Regions from separate parts of the Mus musculus genome. Here region 1 is linked to region 2. Evidence: chromatin contacts called from public HiChIP or PLAC-seq data. All regions are on one chromosome and are shown on one strand. The core of a region is the stretch at or near the end of the contact, and the rest is flanking DNA. Distances in the headings are between cores, read along the strand shown.

Region 1 (6,739 bases), core at 68-2,567, 460 kb before region 2:
AAGCTAGTTTACCTAACATAGTATCCCATGTTATATCTTTTATTCCTGTTATTAACTGAAGCATCCCTGTAGATTGGATGGTCTGTCCATATAGGTTTAGAGATATGTAAGAAAAATAAGCTACAAAACAGGCTGTGGTTTAGAGGGGAATGTGGGAGGCTCCTTTAAACCGAGTGCAAGGTTGTGAATCTGAAATCCTTTAGAAGAAGGCTTCCCAGGCCCTACTGGCTTGTAGCATTCACCACAGGCCAGTAAACTGCTTCTCCCAAATCAGGGTGGGCCACTTAGTGACTCTGTCCTGAGGCTGCACTGAACACGGTTGTAAGAGTGGATCCTTTCCCTTATTTTCATGAAATTACGCACTGACCTGTTATTTAGGGACCTTAAGAGTCATGTGATGCTAATAGATAATAAAACCCAGCCATTACCAGGTCAATATCTCACTGCGACCAGAGTGGGTTTGCCTTTTTGCCTGAGGAGTCTCTTGTGTTGGTGAAGGAGGAAGGAAGGTAAACTCCTGGCTCCTTGCTCCCTAGGTGTCCTCTTCAAGTCAAAGGGTCTTCCAGAGTTTCCAGTGCTACAGGATTAATGAATTTAGGTGTTGTTGAAAAACCAAGAAAATGTAGGGGAAAGTGCAGTAGAGGTGCAGCCTAGAGGTAATGGAAGGAAGGGCTGGGGTTTTAGTTCATAGCAAAGAGCTGCCTGGCTTGGGTTTGAGGTTCAGCACAGCAGAGATGGAGGGGGAGAGGAGGAGGGAGAGGAAGACAGAGAGGGGAAGGGAAAGGAGGAGTGAGGAAAAGAGGGAAGGAGGGAGAGAGGGGGGGAAACACACACACACACACACACACACACAGACAGAGAGACAGAGAGAGAGAGACAGAGAGACAGAGAGAGGCACAGAAGCAGATAAACAGCCAGCCAGGGACAAACAGGGAGAGAGGAGAGGAGAGGAGAGGGAGAGGGGGAGGGGGAGGGAGAGAGAGAAAGTTTGGGTGATGTGGATATTTAGCTAACTGTACAGGCTCAGCTTCTCCTTGGCCACAGAGGAATGCAGTGTTTGACTTCACCTGTCACACAATCTAGCTGTTTCAGGGGGCTGTGGCTCAGTGTGTGTGTGTGTGTTTGTGTGTGTGTGTGTGTGTGTGTGACAGTCCTGTTGCTATTTTTAGCTGACACTGAGCAGACATTGGATCTCTTTGCAGACATCATTCAACTCTGCTGCTGGCTGGCGGCAGTGGGGCCAGTATGGTGGGCTGAGTTCTGGTGAGCCGGCTTTCCACGGGTTCTCTCTCCAAGAACAATGCACTCCAGCCCCACCCTCTCCTTTATCATCTTGTGCTGTTGTCCTATGTATTGTTGTTTCAGGAGAAGTCGGCACATTCCGTTCAGCCCGAAAGGCAGGCCTTTAACCCCTTATTCACTTGAATTCAAAATTGTTGCTTGAAGTGAGAGAAAGCATCCATGGGAAGGGCTGAGTTAGAGTTAGAGCTTTGTAGTGTGCTGCCCCTCACACTGACCCACACTGTTTCCCTGAGATTAGGTACATCACTCTAGGTCTTTGCATCTCTAAAATGAGGGAGCCGAGCAGTGATTGCAATCTTTTCAACAAGACCTAGAAGGCTCACACACAATGCACACATTAGATTATACATTGGATCACTCTAAGTTGCTCACCAGTCCGATTTTGCCTACAGGGTGTTATGAACCCTTTCATTTCATGTACACTGCCTGGGTACTAATAGAATTACCAATCTGGGGAATTAATCCATCTATAGGACTTAGAGATGAAAGCATCTAGAAAGTGATGTCTTAAGGTTTGTATTCCTGCACAAACATCATGACCAAGAAGCAAGTTGGGGAGGAAAGGGTTTATTCAGCTTACACTTCCACATTGGAATTCAGGACAGGAACAGGACAGGAACTCATGCAGGGCAGGATCCTGGAGGCAGGAGCTGATGCATAGGCCATGGGGGAATGTGGTTACTGGCTTGCTTCCCCTGGCTTGCTCAGCTTGCTTTCTTATAGAACCCAGGACTAACAGCCCAGGGATGGCACCACCCACAATGGACCCTTCCACCCTTTATCACTAATTGAGAAAATGCCTTACAGCTGGATCTCATGGAGGCATTTCCTCAAGGGAGGCTCCTTCCTCTGTGATAACTCCAGCTTGTGTCAACTTGGCACACAAACCCAGCCAGTACAGATTTTTACTAAGGTTTCACTAGATCAGCACAGCTCATTGACTCATTGGCTGCATAGCTGAATTTTATTCTAGAGGTCATAAGTTCAAAATGATAACAGTAGTTCAAAGTTAATCACATGGCTGGCCTCCCTGGTGCCAACACCCCCTTCTTGAGTCATCTTTTCAGCAAGGGCTTGGGTGTGGTTCAGGGGCCTACTGGGAAAACTTGACCTTAAGGCAAGTCTAAGAGTTTATAAGGCTCTTTCCCAGAAACCAGTGAGTTAAGATCAGGTAAATTTTAAACAACAGTGGGAAATAAGAGTTTTATCCTCATTTTGTAGGTGATACTTAGGGTGGCTAATTGACTTGTATAAGTCACATGGGCGTATAGTGATGCTGCAGAGCCCCAATCCTGACCTCTGACCTCTCATTTCTATTTCTTTCCAATGCCCCAGGATGGATCCCCAACAGTAAGAGTAACTTCCTGTCATCACTGTCATTGTTAACTGTCAACTGTCTCTCAGTAGCTGCATGTGACTCTATGACCATGACTACTGTTCTCCATGGCTATCGAGGGTTCCTCTTCCTGGGGGAGGAGCCCAGGGATGCTGAGTATGAAATTGGCAGCCTTGTGATTGGGATGCCCATTCTATGATAGGTACTCAAGCTTTGCGGACATTGAATGTGAGCTTCAAGGTGATGATGCCTCATTAGTTGAACTCTGGGGAAGAGCAGAACAATGGAGGCATAAGTGTCCAACTTCAGTGGCCTTTTTGTAGGTAGGAGAATCTCTACTCATGATCAGAACATTTTTTAGAAGTCTTTTTACCTAGATTTCACCATCTTGTCTGCCCGTCTGTGTGTCTGACTACTTGCCTATCATCCATAGAGAAGCTTCCAGTCATTTCAAGGAAACTGGCTTGCTTCCTGTAGTGACATCCATATAGGTAAAGTTCAGGACTCTAGACATGGCTTAAAGATGTGAATGAGTTTTCTAGTGAGGTTCCTTTTACCTCTTTCTTTCTTAGTGTGTATGTGTGTGTACATGTTCAGTGTGTATGCGCATGTGTGTACTTGAATGTGTGGAGGCCAGAGGTGATGTTGAGTGTTTTCCTCAATATCTCTGACTCAGTTAGCCTGATGAGTCAATCAGCCCTGGTGATCTTCCTGCCTCTGCCTTCCCAGTGTTGGGATTAATGGTGCATGCTACCACATCCTGGTTTTGTTTGTTTGTTTGTTCATTTTTTAAAAATACTATTCCAGTTTCCTTTCTGTTGCTGTGACAAAAACCTGACCAAAAGGAATTTAGGACAGAAAAGTTTTTATTTTGGCTTCTACATCCAGGTCATAGACCTGAAGCAGGAACCATGGAAAAGCACTGCTTAGTCTTATGCTCAGGTACCTTTCTTATACAGCCTAGCATCGCCTGCCTAGGGTTTGATACCACCCATGGTGGGCTGTGCATATATATGTGCTATAACTATTAGCAATTGAGAAAACACCTCATAAACACCCCTACAGGTCAGTTTGATTGAGACAATTATTCAACAAAATTATTCTTTCCAGATGACTCTAAATTGCATCAAGTTGACAATAAAAACCATCCAGGACATTTTGGGTGATGAGGCTCCAACTGTGGTTCTCATGCTTGCATGGCCAGTACATCACTGACTGATCATCTCTCCAGCCCCAAACCTTCCTATTCCCTTCTTTCTCAGTTTTCAGATTTTTTTTTTTAAATCTTCTTTTAGCCAGGCGTGGTGGCACACACCTTTAATCTCAGCACTTGGGAGGTGCTTCTCTGCCATTCAGTATTCCTCAGGTGAGAATTCTTTGTTTAGCTCTGAGCCCCATTTTTAATGGGGTTATTTGATTTTCTGGAGTCCACCTTCTTGAGTTCTTTATATATATTGCATATTAGTCCCCTATCTGATTTAGGATAGGTAAAGATCCTTTCCCAATTTGTTGGTGGCCTTTTTGGCTTATTGATGGTGTCTTTTGCCTTATAGAAACTTTGCAATTTTATGAGGTCTCATTTGTCGATTCTTGATCTTACAGCACAAGCCATTGTTGTTCTATTCAGGAATTTTTCCCCTGTGCCCATATCTTCGAGGCTTTTCCCCACTTTCTCCTCTATAAGTTTCACTGTCTCTGGTTTTATTGGAGTTCCTTGATCCACTTAGATTTGACCTTAGTACAAGGAGATAGGAATGGATCAATTCACATTCTTCTACATGATAACAGCCAGTTGTGCCAGCACCATTTGTTGAAAATGCTGTCTTTTTTCCACTGGATGGTTTTAGCTCCCTTGTCAAAGATCCAGTGACCATAGGTGTGTGGGTTTATTTCTGGGTCTTCAATTCTATTCCATTGGTCTACTTGTCTGTCGCTATACCAGTACCATGTAGTTTTTATCACAATTGCTCTGTAGTTCAGGCATGGTGATTCCACCAGAGGTTCTAACATTGTTCTTATATAACACTTTCTATATGTCAGGCACAACTATGTGGGTCTCTTGAGCAACACACACGATCCTAACTATTTTATTGTACATGACATTTAAAGAATTGAAGGTAAGGATTTGTTTAAAAAGCTTCTCAGAGTCTCCTAGCCAACAAGACCAGGCCTCAAATCCTAGCAGCCAGATCCCTGTCTCTGTGTTCTTTATCAACTCACTAAGCTGTCTCATTAAATGGAATGAACATCAACTTTAAAAGTTGGGTTAAACTTCTGGCTTTGTTCCTTAGGGTTCTTGTGATCTCAGTGGAGTAGGAGTGGCCTGGGCCTCCATTTACTGTCTTTTAAGCAGGGTGAGCAAATCCCTCCTGAACATGGTTCCAGAAGGACAGAATGAGTATGCATTGTAGCATGCTCGATTCTCATTCTCCCTTTCACATAGAGCAGGATAAGAGAGGTCATCCCAAGGCTTGCTACAGTCCCCGTGAGCCCCATTGTTGACTTTGGGTGTGCCATCTGGTTATTATCACCCAGACAGTAACTCCACCAGAAATCACTTTCTCAAATGTACCCAGCAGAGAACTGGCCCCAGCTCCTTACCACAGCACCACTGCTATGTCTAAGTCACTTCAGAGGAAGAGCTGGCATTTTCCACCCACTTGCTCCCAGACCAATTTGGTGTACTGCTGAAGCCAGCATAGTGAGCACACCTTTAATCCTAGCACCCTGAAGGCAGAGGCAGGTGGATCTCTGAGGCCTTCCTGGTCTACAGGATGAGTTGCAGGACGCTCAGGGCTACACAGAAATACCCTGATCACAAACGAACAACAGAACACACAAACAACAAAAGACAGAGTGCCCCAGTGCCTGGAAAGCCCAATCTGTTAAGTCTTACTGCATTTTTACTAGCTATTTTCCTTTCTGTTTGTCATGTACATGACACCTTCAGCAGCAGAGAGATTTGGCTGGGGGTGGTAGCAGGCCAGGGAGGGGGTGTAGTGGCCTGGGTCTTTTCAGCTGGAAAGCCCAGCACAGACCAAGGTGAGGCACAGTCATCTCTCCCCAGCTCATGGCTCAGGGTACTGCTCAGCACAGTGATGGCTCTCAGAGCCTACGCTCAAGTTTTACTTCTCTGGGTTTTACAACTTCTTAAAGAAATGCTACAGATATATATATACACACACACATACATATACATATATTTAAAACTCTAAAGGCCAAGTTCAAGTCCCAGGGTGTCTCTGTGGAGTTTCCCCGTTCCTCTTTAACATAAACAACTCATTTGACTCCACTGTGTGCTGCTTGATTTTCAGTTCTTCACCTGACTGTTAGGGCTGTCAGTCACAAGCTCTTTTTCCAGTCTTTGCTGAAGACAAGATCTTTCACTGTTACATGGCTGATTAATGTTACTCTATGACTATAAAGGGGAATGTATGTGTCTGCCTGTCATTGTGCTTTCTTGTAATTAGTGTTGTTCCAGAACTTTCTGTTTATTTCAGAGACACTTCACTAGGCACTTCCGGTGATGTTCAATGCATTGGATTTGAGTTTCCTTGATGGTCTTTTTCTCCCATTTCATCAAACATGAAGACGATCTTGCAGAAGGAACAAAATGGGGAGCAGATAGATTTTCATTTGTTGCTAAAAAATGCACTGCAGTGACCCTGGGCCAATGGCTCACTATCTACAGTCTTAGTTTTCTGTCAGTAAATGAGACAATGATATGCAGACTTCAGCTCACATAACACTTTTGTATGAGCTGGAAACTCAATACTTTTGGCCTGTGCGACTGTAGCTTGGCAAACTGAATGTGGGTTTGATTTGACTCTCTTGTTGGCTCCCTCAGCTGGCACATCCTGCAAGATCATTCCAGGCAGCCCTTAAAGGACCTTCCTCACAGGGCTGGCATGAGGCTCTATGGGGCTGGTTATGGGAAGAACCATGCCACTTAGACTGCACACCCATTTTTCCTCTTGCTCTATCACTCTATCTGCTTCTGCTTATCCCAAGTTCTTCAGCCTACACTGGAGAACATCACAGACAACACAGAATCATTACCAAAGCACTCCCTGGGTCCCCTTTTGTATCCCTCCTTCTAGA
Region 2 (6,763 bases), core at 3,197-5,696:
AGCTGTAAGTGATGGTTTAAGCAATCAGAACTTGTCCTGGGATAGTGATCTTCGAAGATCAGTGGATATAAAAATCATATGGGATGCTTGCTTTAATCCAGGGCACCTGGAATAGGGATGCGATTCAGTGGCCACGATGCTTGCTTCGCATACACGAAGTCCTCGGTCAAACTCCAGCATGTAAAACAGTGGACATGACGGCACATGTACATCATCTCAGTATTTTAGAGGTTGAGGTAGAAGGATTAAAAGTTTTAGGTCATCTTCTACCTCATCCTCTAGCAAGTTGAAAACCAGTTCGAGCTACACTGAACAAGTTGGAAATGTCCTTAGAGGGAGCAACGTGGCTTGTGAACCTTTGAAGCACTTAGCCTCCAAATCTGAAACTTTTAAGTGTTCTATTTTGAGATCCATCTACTTTCTTTGGCCAGAGATGCAAAAACCGGGCTCGGTGGCATCTGATTGTGTGTGCCAGGTGCCTATCTGAGTCTGACAGTGGGGCAGGTGCTTGCTTACAACAATCTTCTTGACTGTGACATCAGAGGTGAGAGTAGAGGAACTCCAAGGACTCTTTTGTTGAAAAAAAATTCCAGAATTTCTGAGATTTGGTATCCATTTTGGTCTACTTTGACAGATGTGTGTATTCTGAAACTAAACCCAGACCAGATGCTTATTCTTGGCCTGGTTTTCAAGGTCATTCAATCCTGTCTTCAATGGCCTGGCCTGCCTGGGTCACTGTTACACTGTCCCCTCTCATGTCATCAGTGGTTTTGTTCACACTGATTACCCACATCCAGAGTTCTCTTTGCCTTTAAACCTCATTCCATTCCAAAGGTGCCCTGTGTATCCTGGCATTTCCACAGAGCACAGCTCTCCCACACTTGTACTCCCTTTCGCACCCTCGTGCTCCCTCTCCCACACTCGTACTCCCTCTCCCACCCTCGTGCTCCCTCTCCCACACTCGTGCTCCCTCTTCCACACTCGTGCTCCCTCTTCCACATTCGTGCTCCTTCTTCCATACTCGTGCTCCCTCTCCCACCCTCGTGCTCCCTCTCCCACCCTCGTGCTCCCTCTTCCACCCTCGTGCTCCCTCTCCCACACTCGTGCTCCCTCTTCCACACTCGTGCTCCCTCTTCCACATTCGTGCTCCTTCTTCCATACTCGTGCTCCCTCTCCCACCCTTGTGCTCCCTCTCCCACCCTCATGCTCCCTCTTCCACACTCATGCTCCTTCTTCCATACTCGTGCTCCCTCTCCCACCCTCGTGCTCCCTCTTCCACACTCGTGCTCCCTCTTCCACACTCGTGCTCCCTCTTCCACATTCGTGCTCCTTCTTCCATACTCGTGCTCCCTCTCCCACCCTCGTGCTCCCTCTTCCACCCTCGTGCTCCCTCTCCCACACTCGTGCTCCCTCTCCCACACTCGTGCTCCCTCTTCCACACTCGTGCTCCCTCTTCCACACTCGTGCTCCCTCTTCCACATTCGTGCTCCTTCTTCCATACTCGTGCTCCCTCTCCCACCCTTGTGCTCCCTCTCCCACCCTCGTGCTCCCTCTTCCACACTCATGCTCCTTCTTCCATACTCGTGCTCCCTCTCCCACCCTCGTGCTCCCTCTTCCACACTCGTGCTCCCTCTTCCACACTCGTGCTCCCTCTCCCACACTCGTGCTCCCTCTCCCACCCTCGTGCTCCCTCTCCCACACTCGTGCTCCCTCTTCCACACTCGTGCTCCCTCTCCCACACTCGTGCTCCCTCTCCCACCCTCGTGCTCCCTCTTCCACATTCGTGCTCCTTCTTCCATACTCGTGCTCCCTCTCCCACCCTCGTGCTCCCTCTTCCACACTCGTGCTCCCTCTCCCACCCTTGTGCTCCCTCTCCCACCCTCGTGCTCCCTCTTCCACACTCATGCTCCTTCTTCCATATTCGTGCTCCCTCTCCCACCCTCGTGCTCCCTCTTCCACACTCGTGCTCCCTCTCCTCCAGATCCTCACAGAGTAAACACTGAGTTATATCATTTTCTGTCTTGTGAAGTGTGCTGCCTAATTTCTACCTGGTCACCTGTGACAGGTGTGAACCTGTCAGTCTTTTTTGCCTCTGAAAAATGTAAACATTTGAAGATGATGCCTGGGTCTTCCTAGTTCATCCAAAGGACCCTTTCCAAGAGAAGGTAAACTGAGCACAACCTCAAATGAATAGCACACTGTGTTTTTACATTCATTCACCCAGGGATGGCATTACAAAATATCACAGGCTGGTTGGGTTAAATATCAGAAATTGATTTCTTACTGTACTGTAGGTTTGACATCCAAGATCAAACTAACAGCATGCTGGGTTTTCTTGGAGGCCTCTCTGAGCGGCCTGCAGAGAGTCACGTTCTCCATCCATTTTTCCTCTTCTTATAAGGAAACCAATCAGAACAGATTAGAGTTCACAGGAATTTCCTCATTTTTAACTTAATCACCTCTGTAAAGGCTCTATCTCCAGATACATGCTGTATCATAAAGAAGTAGGAGTTAGGGATTGAACTTAGAAAATTCCTGTTTCCTAAACCATAGTATAGGTAGATACATGCCCCAAAGGTGGCTGTGGTGGTTTGCATAGATATGGCCCCCATATACTCATGTGTTTGACTACTTGGCCATGAGGAGTGGCACAATTAGAAGGTATGGCCTGGTAGGAGGAAGTGTGTCACTGTGGAGGTGGCCCTGAGGTCTTCTATGCTCAAGCTATGCCTGGACCTCTCAGCCCCTTCTCCAGCACCATGTGTGCTTGCATGCCACCATCTTTCCTGCCATGACTATAACGGACCTCTGAACCTGTCAGCTGGCCCCAGCTAAACATTTTTTCCTTTATAGGAGTTGCCATGGTCAAGTTGTCTCTTCACAGCAATAAAACCTTAAGACAGCAGACAGTCCATACCCAGGTACTCTGCAACAATAGTGAGAACAAGTGCTCTTAACCACTGAGCATCTCTCCAGCCACAATAGAAAGGTTTTTAAAAACAGAGACTCATATAGTTCAGGCTAACCTCAAACTTCCAGTGGAGCCGAGATAAGATAAGGTGACTTTGAACTCTTGATCTCTTTTCACCTCCCAGGTCCTGGGGATAGCTAGTAATCTGTCACATGGCTTTATGGAAAAACAAAACAAAACAAAAACCCTCTCTCTGCAAGATACAATGGTAATTGCCTAGAAAACTTATTTTCTTTCTAAAGAACTTGAAATGGAGAACATAAAGAAAAGCAGCCTGTTGTTCACAGGTAAAGGTAGAAATGTTATTATTGTGTGTTCTTCACATCTTTTACACTTGCCTCCTGTTAGCACCCCAGTTGGTCAGTATTTACCCACTGAGTATGGTTCAGTGGAGACAGATTCTCTCAGAGGTCTGCAACTGAAAGAAAATGAGATTTTGTATCTTGTGATTCATGTAAAAGAGTTGTCTATGAGCCTCCGGCCTGGGGCCGAGAACAAAGCAGAACAGACAGGGCTGTTGTTAAGACATTCCTAAGAATGGCTTGATTGTACAAGCAGGGCTATCTTGTCTGGGTCAACACCACCTGGCCGGAACCTCCCCTCTGTCTACTGCCCCTTGATGCCGGGTAAAGTCATACATCAACTGGTTGCTATGTGAACAAAGATAAGCCCCCAGCCCACAGGAACAAAGTCCTGATGCCCTGTAATCTTTCTGTTAATGTTTGAATAAACCAATAGTGTGTCGCTATGCTGAATTCCACACCCCTAAGCCCCTTACCCCATAAAACCCCCTAGCTTTCAAGCCTCGGGGCCGACATGCATTATCTCCTGTGTGGGATGCATGTCGGTCCGGAGCTCCGTCATTAAACGTCCTCATGTAGTTACATCAAGAGATGGTCCTTCGTGATTTTTTTGGGTGCACGCCGAATTGGGAATTGGGTGGGGGTTTCCCCACTAGGTCTAACACAACATCCTCCCCCCCCCCAAAAAAACAACACTTTTCCAGGCCTACATAGTCATGTGTGAATTATAAATTCAGAAATGGACAGCTTGTCTCTATACTAAACTATGAACTACCAGGTGGAGTGACTTGATCCCTGGGGATTATCTGATGGTAAGCAAATGGGATTTTATAAAGGATCAGTCAAAGTGGCAGTCCGCAGGGACTGTTGGCTAGAAGGACCTCGGCTATGGCAGTCCATGGAACTCTCATGTCACCTCTCCTCTTGCCTCTCCACAAGGAGAAAGCCCTAAGTATTAAGAACAAGCATCTCAAGGGAGCTAGGTAGGATGGTACCCTAGTTTTCAACAGAGTTTTGTTTCTGCTCTAGTTCCACATGTGCTCAGTTTCAAAGAAAGGGTTATAGTCTCCGCCCCTCAATGAGTCAAGATCACATTGCAAAAACAAAAGGTATTGTTGGGGCTATATCTGGAAACTACCATTGTTTAGTCAACAATTTACCCCTCTTCCTTGATAAATACTTGCCTCTAGGACCACCAAATCTCACTCTATCACGACATTAGGCCATTGTTTAAACCAAGCACTTCAAATATAGCAATTTGAGTACCATTCCTCCACTATAAAGAGTAAGCTAAAGTTACTGAACACACCCTCACCCCCATCCCCACCTCCTACCTTCCACCCCCAACCCCCAGTGATATAATAGTTCAACATAACTATGACAGACACTCCTGTTCATAAAGGAAGGACGCATGAGGTGCATAGCAGTCACAGGTCCAGACATCTTTCTGAAACCCAGAGGGGCACAAACTGCCTGCCCGGTGTTCACTAAGGCTCTTGGGTCTGCTGCTCGTTCTGAACCTCTTGGCACTGCCCACAGAGTACTTGGCTCTGCCACAGAGTAATTTTTTCAGCCAGCTCATTACATGTATCGAGGAATCCAAATGTCCCATTTCATTTGTGCTGGTTGTGAGCCTTTTGGTGTAAGCTGATACAATCCCTTTGAAAGCTTTGTGAACACTTGGGGTTATCCATTTATAATTTATTCGGTGAGACTTTTAAAAACCAGACCACGAATTTCCTTGTGACTGGCTTTGCTTTCTCAGCTTTGGGGTCCCTGTGATATTTCATGAGGCAATAATATCTTTATTGCTCTTTTTGCTTTTTTTTTCTTTTAACTACACTTATTTGTTTGTTTGAGGTGGGTGCACTTGTGTCAGAGGACAGCTAATGAGGATCTTTTCTCTCCTGCCATGCAGGGCCTAGGGCTACACAAAGTCATCAGGCTTAGTGGGAAGTGCCTGCACCTGCTGAGCCATCTTACAGCACCCCGCCCTAGCTCTTTCTTTTTCTTTTCTCTTGAGAAAGAGTCTTCCCACAGAGTCTTCAGGGTGACTGTGACCTCATGACACTCCTTCCTCAGCCTCATAAACCCTGTAATTAACCATAGCCACTGACTTCATACATCTTTAGAAGCCCTATTGCCAAACAAAAGAGATCAGATGTTACCAGCTTTTCTGGGGCATCTTAGAAAATAGTGGGGTGAGGGTGCTAAACCTATTCTTTTTTTTTTTAATTTATTTATTTATTATATGTAAGTACACTGTAGTTGTCTTTAGACACACCAGAAGAGGGCATCAGATCTCATCACGGATGGTTGTGAGCCACCATGTGGTTGCTGGGATTTGAACTCAGGACCTTCGGAAGAGCAGTCAGTTCTCTTACCCACTGAGCCATCTCTCCAGCCCGCTAAACCTATTCTTGCTCTAAGTCAAAAGCTATCACCGAAGGCTGGACCCTTCCCTCTGTTTGAAAAACTCAAAGGCGAACTGTCTTTAGAAAAAAAGGTTCACTAAGGCTGAACCACGGGGCTCCAAGATCATTAAACTCAAGTTGGGAACTCAGGAAGATGGTCAAGCAAACAAGAGGGCGGTTGCTAGTGACAACATATTTAGACAACTAACAATTGCAAATATTGGGGCTGTCAAATTGAGAGACAGATAGACAGGAGGGGGGAGGAGGGGGAGGAAGGAGAGAGAGAGAGAGAGGTGCATAGGCTGGCTTCCAACTTGCTACTTCTGATCCTCCTACCTACATTGCCCAAGTGATTAGATTACAGGAGCATGGCAGTATGTTCATATCTCTCTCTCTCTCTCTCTCTCTCTCTCTCCCTCTCTCTCTCTCTCTCTCTCTCAAATGCTAGATGTCAAATTCAGGGCCTTTTGCATATCAGGCACTCTACCAACTAAGCTACCTCTCTGACCCAGAAAATGAAATTTCATAACTGAAATATTTAAGGATAGGTAATTTCAAATGGCACAGTCCAGCATACAAGGAACTAGCGGCAGTGGAAAGCCACGAGCTGTCGCCCCACAAACTGCTTCTTCACTGACAGCAGGAAGGAGGGGGGAAAGTGAAATGGAGAAACGTGTGTGGTGCCAACTGTGCCCCCGATGGGTATACACTGGGGAGCACCCAAAGTCACATGTGCAGCCTTCCTCCCAAAATTATTAATCAGGTCCAGATCATGAAGAAATGCCTAGACGGATCCCTATTGAAGAAGCAGCTTGGCATGGGGGTCTTCCGAACTTTAAGATTAGGATAGAGTTTTGTAAGTGGATCTCGGGAAAGACCCTTCATTGTTTTAGGTTGTTTTTCTGGTGCGTGATAAAACACCAACCTAAATCAACTAAGGCGGGGTGGAGAGGGTTTATTTCCACTAAAGAGTCACAGTCCATGATTGAGGGAAGTCAAGTCAGGGAAGGAGCCTCCAGGCAGGAACTGAAGTAGACTGGAGAGGAGTGTTGCTTCCTGGCTTACTTTCCATGGCT

What was found. HiChIP or PLAC-seq counts read pairs in DNA pulled down with a chosen protein or histone mark.
Region 1: an H3K27ac HiChIP or PLAC-seq map of extraembryonic endoderm stem cells shows a contact between it and region 2. The contact joins two enhancer-like sites. A contact is called at or near these places in 3 of 115 datasets of contacts at active chromatin or transcription factors (extraembryonic endoderm stem cells, pancreatic cancer cells and trophoblast stem cells).

What each region holds. Positions count from the first base shown.
Region 1 is chr1:164,988,914-164,995,652 of GRCm38.p6, reverse strand. No RefSeq gene overlaps it. Among named protein-coding and RNA genes, the nearest start is that of 1700029M03Rik, 31 kb to the right of the region's middle. Within about 2 kb of position 1,317, at least 54 of the 459 cell types and tissues checked have an H3K27ac peak or open chromatin away from gene starts, as enhancers often do. A contact at or near this core is called in extraembryonic endoderm stem cells, where this site is marked.
Region 2 is chr1:164,530,429-164,537,191 of GRCm38.p6, reverse strand. No RefSeq gene overlaps it. Among named protein-coding and RNA genes, the nearest start is that of Gm26685, 31 kb to the right of the region's middle. Within about 2 kb of position 4,446, at least 12 of the 459 cell types and tissues checked have an H3K27ac peak or open chromatin away from gene starts, as enhancers often do. A contact at or near this core is called in extraembryonic endoderm stem cells, where this site is marked.